Regions from separate parts of the Mus musculus genome. Here all the other regions are linked to region 3. Evidence: chromatin contacts called from public ChIA-PET and Micro-C data. All regions are on one chromosome and are shown on one strand. The core of a region is the stretch at or near the end of the contact, and the rest is flanking DNA. Distances in the headings are between cores, read along the strand shown. Region 1 overlaps Gm45916 (predicted gene, 45916). Region 2 has its middle 15 kb from the start of 1700023C21Rik. Region 3 holds the start of Prkar1a (protein kinase, cAMP dependent regulatory, type I, alpha).

Region 1 (4,614 bases), core at 1,741-4,240, 210 kb after region 3:
ACATTGCAATGGCTCTGAGCACCCCAGCCCTGAACACTAAGCTCTGACAGACAGAAAGGTGTTGCTGTTCCTGGTGGTGGCTCACGCCCGTAACGCCAGCACATGGGAGGCTGAGGCAAGACTGTCACAAGTTCCAAGTCAGTCTTCAAAAAGAAAGCATAATCAATCAAACTAAAATAAAAAATTCAGGAGTCACGATAGGGGCTAAAAAGACAGCGAAGAGTGAAGCATTTGCAGCACGGCTTGAGTTTAACCACAGAAGCCCACTGTGACCTCAGTCCTTGGGTGGGGGAGTGCGGCTCAGCTGCCCGCTGGTCGAGCTGAAAGAGCAAACCCCTGGCTCAGTGAGAGACCCTGCCTCAAAAGAATAAGGCGGGAAATAAATCAAGGTACCCGATCCTGACCTCTGACATCCACACACCCAAGCACGGGAGAGCCCACCTTTACACATGTGCACCCCCACAAATGCACAATGGATCATCAAAGTCCCTTTTCTAAACGTGTATTATTTTGGTACAAGAGAGATGGCTCAGCAAATAAAAGCACTGGCTGCTCTTCCAGAGGACCCAGGTTCGAGTCCCACCACCAACACAGCACCTCACAACAAACGGTAACTCCAGTCCCAAGGCATCCAATGTCCTCTTCCGTCCTCTGAGGGCAGCAGGCAGAGATGCAGTGCACGGGCATACATGCAGGCAAAATACCTACACGCATTAAAAGAATACATTTCCATTGTATTTTATGCATACGAGTGTTGTGCCTGAGTGTCTGTCTGTGTGTGGCTTGCGTACAGTGTCTGCAGAAGCCAGAAGACCTTGTCAGATGCCCTGGAACTGTTGTTGCAGACACTGTGAGCATCTATGTTGGTGCTCAGAATGGAACCTGGGTCCTCTGGTAGGGCAGCCAGTGCTCTTAACCACTGAGCAATCTCTCCAGACCCTCACCAAAGTAATTTTCAGATCATAGGTGTGAAAGTCAGGCAAGATCAGGCAGTTGCCAATGCATTAATTAACTGATTTTTTTTTCCATGATGACTCTCTTCAGCTCATTACTTTCTGTCCTTGTATTTAGACCATGTCCTTTCTGTACAAAGGTAGGATGTGTGCCTCTGTCTAGTTGCTAAGGTTATGTGCCCTTTTGAGACAAATGTGTGTGTTTATACTATGTTTCCAAACCCTTTAGCAATTTATCTCTTTTTTTTTTTTGAAGCAGGGTCTTATATAGCCCAGGCTAGTCTTCGACTGCCTATATAGCAGGGGATAACCTTAACCTTTTGATTCTCCAGCTGCCACATCAGTGCTGGGGTTATAGACATAGTTACTGTGCCCAGTTTTAGGGAGTGTTGGGGATTAAACCCAAGGCCTGGTGTATGCTAGGCAGGTACTCTACCAAGTGAGCCGTGGTCCCAGCACACAGAGTTATCGTTTTCACTCCCAGCAGTACATAGCTTCAGGACATTATTATATCTGGGGATCAAATGGAAAATACATCGCAAGTCTGAGTTTCAATCGGCTAAATTCAAGTCGCTTCCAGGTATATATTACACATAGATTCTGTATTCTGTCCAAAATAAACTAAAAATCAAAATCATCAGAATTCAGTTTCTCTCTTCCTCCCTCCCTCCCTCCCTCTCTCCCTCCCTCTGACTTGTCTGGGATGGCCTTGAACTCACTATCCAGCCAAGGACAGCCTTGAACTTCGGATCCTCCTGCCTCCATCTCTCAAGTGCCAGGGTTACAGACCAGTACTACCATGTCCGGCATGATTCTTACTTTTAAAAGCTCCCACATTCTGGAGTTCATTGATAAGCCATCCCGTGATTAGAAGCCACTGCTTTGAAGCTTTAAACAGTCATCAAACCCAGCTCATACGAAGGCAATTCTAACACATTACAGGCTGCGCCACTCCTCGAGATACACAGAACACAGAGGATTGGGCGGCTGTCCTCTACAGATGTGTCTCTAACACAGGTCTGCCATATCCAATAGGTGGGCCAGCCACCAAGGCACACTAGGTCCCCCTGGTGTTCATTTTTATAATGATTCTAACCACACAAGGCTAACAGTTTGAGTTTTCATGCAAAAACAAAAAACAAAACAAACAAAAACCCTATGCATTAAAAGCCAGATTCAAATGACGTCAGTGCACTTGGATCCCTTCCAGGGGAATTTAGACAGCAAGTCTGGCGCCCCAGAACGTATCGCCAACGAGTATTGAGAGCGAACACAACCCGGGCCATGCGTGTGTGTCACATATATTCACCTTTCCTGCCACTCAGGAAGACAAACAGGTTAAGGACCCTAGCAACTTTTTTCCTTAGGATCAAAGATGAAGTCCCTCCTCTCCCCTGACTGTTAGTCCTGTCTTTGTGAATGAACTCCTGCTGTGTAGTACCCACAGCACAGTGAGCTCACTCTGACCCCTCTTCTAAACTACGCCAACCTATGCTGTCTGCAAATCCCATCAGGACTACTGTCTGTCTGTCTGTCTGTCTGTCTGTTTGCTTGTGGTTTTATTTCTCTGGGAGGTGTTATTGAGACAAGGTCCACGTAGCTCAGGGTAGCCTCAAACTTGCTACGAGGCAAGGATGACCTTGAACTAATCCCCTCGCCTCTGCCTCCTAAGCCCCGGGATTACAGGCTTGTTGCCCTGACACCTGGCTCTTCTTTCTAAATATATCCAGGATCCGACTGAATTGCCATCCCTGCTTCTCTCTCTGAGCCAAGCTAAGGTCATCTCAACTGCATTATAACAATGATCTTCCAGCAACACCCTGACACCTCCTAAAATTCCCACACAGCAGCCATAGTGATCCTTTCAGAGCACACACTAACCACAACTCTTCAAGGATGAACCCTAGATAAGCCACATGGTGCTATTACTTTCTCCTCTGGTACAACTATGCCGACCACTGATCAATTCCCCCATCCCCACTCCTTGTTTCCTGGGGTGTTTAAACTGCACGTACGCCCGTGCACCACATACATGCAGTGCCCGAAGAGGCCAGAAGAGGGTATCGGACTCTCTGTTCCTGGAGTTACAGAGGGTTGGGAGCCGCCATGTGTCCACTGAGCCATCTCTCCCTTCAGTATGAATATGCTATATCCTTTTAATTTGCTTGATTCCAAATTTCAGCCCTAAGGAGGCATTCCTAACTGTCCTGTTAAAAAGGATATTTGGGACTGGGGGGCATGGCTCAGTTGGTATGAGGCTCACCTAGCATGCAGGAAGCCCAGAGTTCAATCCCCAGTGTTGCATAAAACCAGACGTGATGGTACATTCGTGTAGGGCGAAGAGTTAAGGCCATCCTTGACTACAGCAAGTTCGAGGTTTCCTGGACCACGTGAGACCCTGGCTCAACCCCCAATTTGCTTCTATTCTTTTACTCTGACTATACCATAAGAGCATTGGTTTCTTCCTCTACTTTCTCTCTCTTCCTCTAAAAAAACACTAGGGAAGACTTTTCTTTTTTTGTCTCTGCTATATCCTGAAGGGTTTGACAAGACCTAGCACATAGCCCCTGGTATTAAAACATTATTAAGAGACTAAACCATGTGAATGAGTGAGGTTTATTATCTTTCACTGATTGACAAACCCCTTTGTTATATGAGTTTTTAAAAATGGTATCTAGGGTCTGGAGAGATGGCTCAGCAGTTAAGAGCACTGCTTGCTCTTCCAGAGGTCCTGAGTTCAATCCTCAGCAACCTAATGGTGGCTCACAACCATCTATAATGGGATCCGATGCCCTCTTCTGGCCTGCAGGCATATGTGCAGATAGAGCATTCATAAGTAAATAAAGTGGTATCTATTTACAATGATAGCTTGAGAATCCGGTGCTAGCATAAAGTGCTTGGTGAGCCCCTGGAGGCTGAACACACTGTGCACAGAAACCACTGTTATTCCAAGACCGGAAGATGGGGTTCCAAGTGCCCATCGTGGGCATACTGTATGGTCTGTTGGCTGAAAGGGACAAGCCTTGATCAATGAGCAGAGCCCAAAGACAGAAGATGGAAAAAAAAAAAATGAATGCCATGTAGGTCTGCAAATGGACGGCTGTAAGATTAATATCTTACCCATGCAGATTTAGTTTTAACTCAGTCTGTTTCCTATCTGTGTGTGCACCTCCACCCACCTTGGCCCCACAGCCATGAAGCCCAAAATGGCCCAGAGCTTTCTAGATAAGAGTCCCACCTATGCTTAAATTTACAATTCTTCTGCTATAGCTTCATAAGTCCTGGAGTTTCGGGTGTATAGACGCATGCCTGGAGCCCAACAGATATTCACTAATACACGGAAACTGTACATAGTTCTGCAGCTCAGGGTGACATTTCAGTACACACATACACTGGGTAGTGAGGTCAAATTATAGTTGGCATAGCTATCATCGCATACATTTCATGTCTTTGTGTTGACAGCCTTCTGAGCCCTTTCTACTGGCTGTTTTACAATGCACATCTGGGCTGGATAGGTATGTGGCTCTGTGGTAGAAAGAGGCCTGTGCTCAGTCTCCAGAACTGCATAGGAACAAATAACATCTTGGCCTCTCTCTCTCTCTCTCTCTCTCTCTCTCTCTCTCTCTCTCTCTCTCTCTCTCTCTCTCTCATTTTTATAGTG
Region 2 (4,793 bases), core at 1,160-3,659, 210 kb before region 3:
TAGTGACTTCTCCCATCAGCATCTGAGTGGGCGTCTTCACTGGCCGCCTGAGGCTTCCATCTTCTCTGCCTCTCTAGGGTACAGACAGCCATTGTTGGACTTCACAGCCTCCACTTGTGTTCGGGTCCCATCCTAACATTCAGGCACTGAGGTGGAGTAGTGAGTAGGTGGACCAGAGGCTGATAACCTCAGGCCATTTACTTTCTCTTACTTTGGGGTGGGGGGGGGGGGCGGGGAAGAAGCTGATGGCTTCTGGCAATTAACTCCTGCTGATGGCCGCAAGGGATTAAGAAAAGAAACTTAGTTACTTGGGCTCTTTACTCTTTGACTGGGGCGTCTCTGACTGGCCTGAGAGGCTCCAAGGAGCTCAGTAACCCTTCATGAGCCAGAGAGAAAGAAATAGGATAAAAAGTAAGCCATGCCCACCCGCGCGCGCACACACACACACACACACACACACACACACACACAAAACCATCAGTTTCATCAATTTCACAAATGCACATGCATAGTTACATACATGCACATATACCTACATATGTGTGTACATGCAGACACATACATACACACACATATTTACAGATATGTACATTTGGCGAATGGAGCAAAGCCACAACAGCCACACTATTTTTTTCCCTCTCAGCCTTTTTATAACTCCTTAGACAAAAGTTCTTTATAAAATTAGCCCACAGATAAAATGTTACACAAAAAGGAGTTACAGAAGGATGTCCGTAGTAAGTTCAAAGCAGTGTTACATTCTATAAGCTCATTATAAGTTCAAAGCAACAGTTTCCCATGGCCTTGCTCTATCATGGTGCATACCTGTGGCTTCATCCTTGCACCTGACCTAGAATGAATGTTTTTCCTTGATCACAATTCTGCCCCAAGCCTGTTTCTCTTTTTTTTCCTGTAATTTATGAAAGCTCATTGTGTTCCTAATTATGCAGCCTTTACTATTCTATGAGGAGTGGGTACATTCTATTCTTGATTCTAACTATATTACATCTTTCTGGCAAAACGACTAAAACCGTCTCCTTAAACTTTCTTCCTAAAATTATTTGAATCAAACCAGGAATTCTATAAAGTCATTAATTCATCTAAACAGCACTAATTTATGAAAGTTCATCTTCATGTTGATCTGCAGGAAATTTGCCCAATTGGGTGGGCTGGTGCCCAGGAATCATTGGGCTATGTAATAGTGATGGGAAAGTCATAACATCGGTGAGAAGCAATCCTGGGATGACGTCTCTGGGGTCCATGCCTGTCAGAGCTCACCTGTCACAGCCATGCAAAGTGGTGGGCCATCCTCAAAAAAAAAAAAAAACCTTACTTGGTTGCCAAGCTTCATGGCTTATGCCACAATTACATATGCCAGTCCCCCCCCCCAAAAAAAAAATCCCCTTAGCTGTGTTTCCTGTCTGCTAAGAATCAAAGAACAGCCTCCACTGAGCCCCCCCCCCCCAGGATAATATTCTACCCAAGCATGTGAGGCTAAAAGCCAGGATGAACCCTCTGAAACAGTGACCTAAAATAAAAGAAAGGAGCTTTTGTTTCTCCAAGTATTTAGCCACAGCAAAGAGCAAAGGAAGTAATGCATATAGGACCACCTGTTTCAAACCAAAGAAGATGCACATGTGAGTTCCATGGGAAAGTCTCTGATGAGCTGAGCCCTTCATTCAAGTCTAATGGGTTTGTGCAAAAAATAAAAAAGAAAGACATATCAATGTCTGTTACATCATTAGTACATCTTATCCCTCCTGCTATAAAACTCCAGTGACTTGTTCTCCAGTGGCTTCATAACTGATGCTGGGAAAACCCACTTGACATGAAGTGCTCTTTACAAAGTGGTATTGCTTCAAAACGGTAACCCTAGGGACTGAAGAGATGTCTCAGTGGTTGTGAGAGCATGCTGCTCTCTTGTGTGCCTGAATTTGATTTCCAGCATCCATGTCGGCTGACTTAAAACCACCTGCAACTCCAGCTCTGGGCCTTCGTGGGCACCTGTACACACACACACACACACACACACACACACACACACACACCTGTGAATATGTAAAAATAAAGATAAATGTAAAAATCCACAATAAATAGGACAGACAGATGGACAGACAGGATAGGATACATAGATAAGAGCTGTAACCCTAGTTTTGCTTATTGCAGTCGGCCAGCCCATCCCACTAGTTTCATGCTTGCTACTACCCACATATGCATGAGTTGCTTCTCTGGAGATCCCTAAGTGATGTACCAACATCCTACTAAAATCATCTTGGGATGCCACAGACCCACTTAGGCCCTGATGCCCTGCTTTCCTTGTAACAAAAATGAGCCAGTCCCATCATCCTATCTCATCCAAAAAGAATCGGCAGTAATCACACAGCCACACGGTGGCGCTCCTGCTCTATCCCAGCGAGCCAGGTTCTCTGGAGAAAAGATCGGATCCAGAGCCGTGTTTGCAGGGGTTTTCAAAGCTAGCAATGAATAAGCAGCTGCAGAGGCATACAATTTAAGCCAAGAAGATTGCTGAGGGCCAGTAAAGGCAAGTTTACAGTCTTTGTGGTCTAGAAAAGTCCCTGTTCAGACGCCGCCTCCCTTGCAGAAGCTAAAAGTAGTCCCACAAATTCCTCCAGGGAAATGGGAAACCCCTGGGCCAGCAGGAAAGGGCGTGGGGGGGGGGGGTGTCATTGTCGAAGTTTGACTATCCCATTTCTCTAATTCTCCCTACAGTAAAAGACAGCTGTGCCTTGCTGTGTTTTCTTTCTTTCTCGATCATCGAGGTTGCTCTAAAGACTGAGGTCGCCCAAACCCAAGATCTGTAGCCTGCTTACTTGCATGTTTTTGCACACCGGATATGACTCAGGCTGCGCCCAGGATGTCTGCTGCCCACAATCCTTTGGGGGACAGGATCTGTCTGTGCCTCTGTGCAACCGTTTGGTTTATCTGCTGGCCGTCAGAACTCTACCCTGTCATTTAAGCCCCGAACTTAGCCACAGGTCTCAAAACGTCTTAATTCATGGGTTTCTCTAAGTCACGTGATCTCAGTATGAACGGTTTAAAATGCCTTCAGGTTTTTACATTTCTGCTTTTAATGAGGAAACAAACAGAACCAGATACAGGAGTAAGGTCAATGCCAGAGTTAGAAGCCATGGCTTCTGGGGCTGAAGGCGTGGCTTAGTGGGTGAAGCACTTGGTGTTCCTCATGCGCACCTGAGTTCGGATTCTCCAGCACCCATGTAAGCTGGGCATTGAATTGGCATGGCCCATGATTCTCGGGGGGGGGGGGTGCGGGGGGGTACAGATGAGAAGATCCCTGGATCTTACTAACCAGCCAGTTTGGTTGGAACAGTGACTTTCAGGCTCAGTTAGAGACCCTTTTTCAAATACTAAGGTGGACTCATAGGCATCTTGCTACATCAGTCATAAAGGAATATTTTGGAAGAATCAAAGCCAGAGGTCAGGGAGGACCGGAGCAAATGTGTGTTCCGGACACGGTAGGACCACTGCACTGGTGAACTCACAGCAGCTGTGGTTGCCTGTACAAGACCTGCACAGGACCACGACAGTCAGCATTGCAGCATGGAGGGACTCACAAGCCTACCACTTACTAAGGAGCATGGGCAATAGATGGCTTCTGGGAGTGACAGACTCCATTTTTCTTTAAGGGTGTGGCCTCTGAGAGGTTGCCTAAGTTCCAGTGGATTGCCCATACCCATGAGTATGTGGGCAGCTCAAACTGCAACCAGTGGCTAAAAACAAGAACTTGGGAAGAGTTAGGGGAAGGAGTGAAGGGTGATCAAAATACATTGTATGCATGGATGGATTCTCACAAAAGAAATAAAAGTATTGTGTTTTCTAAAGGTAGGGAAGATTAAAGGTTAAAAGGAACACATTTGATGTCAAACACCGGCGTGCAAGGGCACACACATACACACACAAAGGCATATATATTCATGCACACACACATGCATATGCATATGCTCATATGCACACATATATACATGCATATATATGTTCTGGGGGCCAGCTCTGGAGCTCTGGTTCTCTCTTGAAGGTAGTGAGGTGTGTGGTGCTGGAGAGTGTTGGCAGGGGCAAGACTTGATCTTGCGAGAGAGTAGGGTTGCTTTCTATAATAGCATTTACCTATCTTGATTTTAAGTTACTCTGAGGGCAGAAGCTGCAGGCCTCTGGACCTATTGATACTTGTTGCTAACAGAGATGACTAGTGACTAGGTAAAGGATTTATTGCTAGAGCTCCCTTCTCTGGCCAGGCATCCAGGAGCCCCTTACTGACTTGGCTGGTTAACTCTGTAAACCAGGAAAGAAATAAGAAGTCAGCCACACAGAAAACACACATCGGATGAAATGGTTACATCACCTTTTATTTATTGCTTTTATCTTTTAATAGCTTTTAGACATAAATTCTTACACACACACACACATACACGCATGCACATGCACACTGGTTGGGCCCAACCATCTGTCTCATCAACTCCACAAGTGTTCATGCATGCTTACATACATACACATACCTTCATATGTATAATAAACAAACAGGCATATACATTTGGGTGGGTTTATGAATAGATGGATAGGGCAGAGCCCTGTAAGCCAAACCATCCAACAACTTTATTTCTTTTCTGTGGCCTATGTATATGTTCTTAAAAAAAAAATCCTTAGAATATTACCCCAGAGGTAAAATGTTACATAAATGGGAGTTACAGACAGATGTTGATATTATGTTTAAAGCAGTGTTTCATTCGGTATGATCATTATAAGTTCAAAGCAACAGTTTT
Region 3 (4,593 bases), core at 1,606-4,105:
CCATACTGCCAGACGCCATGGTTCTCTGGGAGACAAAGAACACACATGCTGGGTAAGCTAGAAAGCACAGATGCAGATCTGGCCTGGGACTTACTTAAATTCACGAGACAGCAGATTCAAACATTTCTTTACTCAACAGCATTTGTGTTTAAAGAGGAGGTGGGGGTTGGATATAAACTATCCCAAGTTTCTACTGTCTCCGCTGGGCAGGTCACGCAGAGAAGACCCATAGCTCCTGGGAGGAAGTATGAGCCAGCGTGCCTGCCCTGCTGAGCAACTGAGGCAGTGCTGAGGCCCCAAGCCCTCTGGAGATTTCATTCAGTTCTCTTGCAAAAGACATGACGATGATGACGTGGGAAGTATGTAAGTGGGAAGCAGGTCAGAGAATTACAAGGGCACACAGGTCGGCTCTAAGTGAAAGCACAGCTCACAAAGAACACCTGACATTCCCCTGAGTGCACCTCCCATCCCATGAGCGCAGCTAATGTCACAGCAAACCACAAGGGCAAAGAAGCTGATTAGCCAAATATTAGTGGAATCGAATTTTCTGAAACACAAAAGCAGCCTCGGGTGCCTTTCCTCAGCAATCTTTCATTCCCTTCTTTGACTAACTCTGCCCGTGACTTAGAAATACAATTACCAGCAGAAAGAGTTGAAAAGGCTGTACTAGAGGAAAATAATCTCTACCAAGCAAACTAAGATTTTCTTCATCTAGACAGGAATATATTAAAACATGCTAGTTTACAGCTTACAGGATGACTCAATAGCTAAAACTGAATTTGAGCAACATTAATATGAAATAGAAACACAATAATGGGCAGCCAAGCTGCCTCAGGACTAAAAGCTCAGTACTTTATGCAGCTATTCAGTTTTCCTCCTAACTCCTAATTACTAAGCACTTGAGATTAGAAGATGACGCCCTCTCCACTCTGCATACCAATTCCACATAACCACTCTTCAAATTATAATGCTCACAGACCCTCTAAGGTTAACCTGTGAGTTAAAAGATAAGGATAAGGAGCCATTTTAAAGTGCTGCACTAATGTTTTGTTTTGACAGTTTTCAAGATAAAGGTCAATAATATGCACGCAACAGACCAGGACAAAGTTTGTAGCTCCATGACAAGCACAGAAAGAAATTAGAAGCCACAGACAGACAGACAGACACACACACACACCACCGTCAGTTCAGAAGAAACACTGAAGGGAAGGTTTCTACTGTCAGATATCGTTTGTTCTTGTTGTGCTTCCAGGTCAGAGCACGGAACGAGACAAAGAATCCACTTCATTGGAACTTTCTCCATTTCAAATACTGAAGGCCACCAGGAACGTGGATAAAAACAAATCTATTATGCTTCGAAGCATCCAGCCATATTTCAAGAATGTCAGCACATATATTTAACTGATCAGAGAAATCCCTCTTAGATCCTGTCTCTGGCTGGGAAGGATGGCGCAACTAGGGCTGATAAGTGAAAAATGGTGTATGCATTACAAAGACCAAAAGGCAGGCACTGGTAAAGAAAATACAAACACCAGTCATCATGTGAAACGCCAAATAATCTAATTTTATGGCCTTAGGATTTTTAATCGGGTATGTCTTGGTTCCACGTTTGTATTTACTTTTTAAAAACCCCACAACTTAGCTTCTCTCCAAAACAAACACTAAAACCATCATCACTGCATCGAGTATTCGTAAGAAGGGGGATTCTTGAGGAAATTCGGTTCTGATGACACTCTTGCTTTCAGAAGGACTATACTGGAGGACATATTTAAACCGCCTTTGGGAGCCTGTTGCTGACAGGGCCCACATCTAAAGGATGCCAAGTAACACTAACACAGCCTGGGGGGTGGGGTGGGGGTCATCATCTAAATGCGAGCCTTCATTTCTCTGCTCAAGAAACCTATCTATCCTGGCTCCCTCAAGTCATCGGCTGTCCCCACACCCGCTCTGGGCTGGAGTTAAGGGTTAACGGGCGCCGCGTATTTTCACGAGGGAGGGCAGGAAAGTGCCCTTCACTTCACTTAGGCCACGGTCATGATCACTGAGAGCAGCAAGACGGCCCCTCATCCCCCACCAGGCAGGAGGCCGCAGACGTGGAGTGGAGCGGAGCGGGAGGCCTGGGGAGGCTGGGGTGGGCGGTGGTGGGGGCTGGAAAGGACGAGAAGTGTTAGGGGGACAAAGGGAAATGGAGCTAGGCTGAAATCACCGAGCGGAGGGGTGGAGGGAGACGAGCCCGCGAAGAGGAGGGGGGAAGCCAGGGCAGAAGAAACGACTGGGCAGAGATGAAGACTACAGCCGAGTGGCGAGGCTAAGACCGAAAAGCCATGGCGGATTCCGGTTTAAAAAAAAAAAAAAAATACCGAGCTCTTGTCCTTCAGGAAGTGGGGGAGGGAGGACGGGCGCCGAGGCCGCGGCGCGCGGGGGCGGAGGCGGCCGGGGAGCCGAGGGCAGCGCAGGACCGGGGACCCGGAGACACTCAGGACGGGGGCGGAACGGCGGGGGGCAGGGGCGGCCTACGGCCCCGCGGGGAACGGTGCAAGGGCGGACCCCGGGGGACAGTGCGAGGCCTGCGACAGGCCCCGAGGCCGCCTCGGAGGCGCAGGGGGTGCGGCCGTCCCCCCGCAGCGCGCTCCCCGGGGCGCCATCTTGGCTCGCTCCCGCGCCTTCAGGGACGCGCAGCGGAGCGCCGCGGCCGGCGACTCCCCGGTCAGGCCTCGGGCCCGCACTCACCTGAGGGCGGGCGGCGGCACGAGCAGGGGCTAACGCAGGGCGAGGCGGCCGGGGTGACCGAGCGTCCAGCGGGCTCAGCTCGCAGCCTCACTACCACTCTGCGATAGCGGCTCGGCGACGGCTCCACCGGAAACCAGCCGACCGCGGCCAATCAGCGTTCGGCTGCTGACGTCAATGCGCCTCGCTCTGGCCAGGGCGGTTGCCTTGGCAACCTTAAAGGCGCAGACGCCTAGGATCCTCCTCCAACCCCATCCCCACCCCCCTCAAGCCCACCACCGGCTACTCCCACCCCCTACCCTTAGCCCGTCGTCATCTAGCTAGAACCGTTCTCTTGCAGGGCACCTCTCCATCTTTATCTTGTCGCGTATACGTAGCCCCTTCATCGCTCTCATCTTTTTCCTTCTCTTTCTGCTAACCCGTTTCTGTCTCCTTTATTGTCCCTTCCTTACCAGGTGTGGTGGGGGGTCCTCTAGATTGTTTAGCTGTTCGGAGATCTCAGCCTCTCCTCGGTTCCTCGGTGGCTCTTGCGTCTGCCTCCCTCCACGCCTCTGTCTTTTCTCCCTCCCTTCGACCCTCCTACCGCAGACCCACGTGGGACGATTCGGTGACAGGTGGGCGACTCCGCCCTGGGTGCTATGGGACGGCAGGGAGGGGGATGGGGTTACAGGACGCTGGGCGGACAAGGAGATCCCTGCTGTTGGAAGAGGAGGAGGCCCTAGCGGATCTACCACAGCTGAGCGCAAGCGGATGCTGAGATGCTCCTGATGGACAGAGCGCGCATCCTGTGTAGACCCCCGCAATACCCGGGGTTCCGGACTCGGGCCTGTCATCCGGTCCAGGAAATCTGAGCCCCTATCAAGCCTCTGCTTGGCTAATCTGACTACTGTCTCCACAAGTGAGCTGTCATCAATGGAGGCCCTACCGTGCCTACAGAAGCACCAGATGTAGGGAGACTTCCAAGAGGAGCCCGGAGTCCTGATAATGCCCTAGCCTCCTATTATGCCAGACTGCGTCATGGGCAGTACAGACAGATGGGCAGATCAAATCATTGACCAAGCAAGAAATCTGAGCTGCATGAGAAAACAAGAGAAAAGGCGACTTCATTATTCCTTCAGTCAACTTTCCCCTTAAGTATGTGAAAATGAAAGCAAGGGACACAATTTTAGGCATATGAATTAAATAAATAAAGTGGGCCTAAATAAATACATAAATAAAATAGGCCCCTGCAGTGTGTGGTTCTGAGTAGCTGCAAGGTGTTGACAGCCTCATCGTGTATGTGCTAGGGCAATGTGCGTAGAAAATATCACGGATTTAACACTTAGTACCAAAAAAGGTTACAATATCTCCTGCATAATTTTCACAGTGATCCCCAGTTAAGATATTTGGGTTAAGTGGTGTTTGTAAATTTCACCTTTTTAAGCCTGACTTTGTCTTGGAATACCCAGACTATGATAAGGGCTCTGAACATTAGTTATGATTACCCCCCCTAGTAGTCAGAGGAAGGAAGGGGGAAGAGAAGGAAGCCGCTCCCTCTGCAGCCTCTCACCAGGATGTTGATCAATGGCTTCTTTTCCAGAGATGGGTAGAGTGGAAGATTAAAGACCGAGTCGCCATCATGCAGGCTTTCCCCCTCTCCAGTGCTGATAAACCCAGCCCTAAGCTGGCAAACGGGAGAGGGAACTGGATAGCACTGAGCATGCCCGGTCGTGTTCTGAAGAAAGGAAGGAAAAAAAACAAAACCACCCACTGCAGATAAATCTGTTTGTTTTCATGCTTTGCCATCTCCTGTGAGGAACTTAATCTCCTGGAGCTTCATTTTCCTGCATCTCGAAGGGATAACTGGGACTGTATTAACACTGACGA

The links. Hi-C and Micro-C count contacts between places; a contact is called where the count stands out from the background. ChIA-PET counts read pairs in DNA pulled down with a chosen protein or histone mark.
Region 1: a contact with region 3 is called in a Micro-C map of the G1E-ER4 cell line, with 2.5 times the contacts expected there. The contact joins the enhancer-like site here to the promoter of Prkar1a in region 3. A contact is called at or near these places in 11 of 39 promoter capture datasets (the 3T3-L1 cell line, the C10 cell line, the HPC-7 cell line and 5 more), 1 of 15 datasets of contacts at CTCF or cohesin (pro-B cells), 8 of 484 Hi-C or Micro-C datasets (B cells, CD4 T cells, CD8 T cells and 5 more), 25 of 115 datasets of contacts at active chromatin or transcription factors (the 230-238 cell line, DN3 thymocytes, the SCID.adh cell line and 18 more) and 4 of 9 other capture datasets (adipose tissue, embryonic stem cells, liver and 1 more).
Region 2: a contact with region 3 is called in an RNA polymerase II ChIA-PET map of memory CD8 T cells, with 840 read pairs. The contact joins the enhancer-like site here to the promoter of Prkar1a in region 3. A contact is called at or near these places in 14 of 39 promoter capture datasets (the 3T3-L1 cell line, 3T3-L1-derived adipocytes, the C10 cell line and 6 more), 7 of 15 datasets of contacts at CTCF or cohesin (CD8 T cells, the NIH/3T3 cell line, embryonic stem cells and 2 more), 93 of 484 Hi-C or Micro-C datasets (the 3T3-L1 cell line, 3T3-L1-derived adipocytes, the AML12 cell line and 60 more), 50 of 115 datasets of contacts at active chromatin or transcription factors (the 230-238 cell line, CD8 T cells, the HPC-7 cell line and 34 more) and 4 of 9 other capture datasets (adipose tissue, liver, macrophages and 1 more).

The regions. Positions count from the first base shown.
Region 1 is chr11:109,443,192-109,447,805 of GRCm38.p6, reverse strand. The region is part of intron 1 of Gm45916 (predicted gene, 45916); the gene reads right to left. Among named protein-coding and RNA genes, the nearest start is that of Gm45916, 5.4 kb to the right of the region's middle. Within about 2 kb of position 2,990, at least 8 of the 459 cell types and tissues checked have an H3K27ac peak or open chromatin away from gene starts, as enhancers often do. A contact at or near this core is called in the G1E-ER4 cell line and heart atrium, where this site is marked.
Region 2 is chr11:109,858,412-109,863,204 of GRCm38.p6, reverse strand. No RefSeq gene overlaps it. Among named protein-coding and RNA genes, the nearest start is that of 1700023C21Rik, 15 kb to the right of the region's middle. Within about 2 kb of position 2,409, at least 229 of the 459 cell types and tissues checked have an H3K27ac peak or open chromatin away from gene starts, as enhancers often do. A contact at or near this core is called in the 230-238 cell line, 3T3-L1-derived adipocytes, B cells and 47 more, where this site is marked.
Region 3 is chr11:109,649,211-109,653,803 of GRCm38.p6, reverse strand. Prkar1a (protein kinase, cAMP dependent regulatory, type I, alpha) reads right to left here and starts at 2,855. Exons shown (of 11, transcript NM_001373913.1): 1 at 2,731-2,855; 2 at 1-25. The coding sequence starts at 19.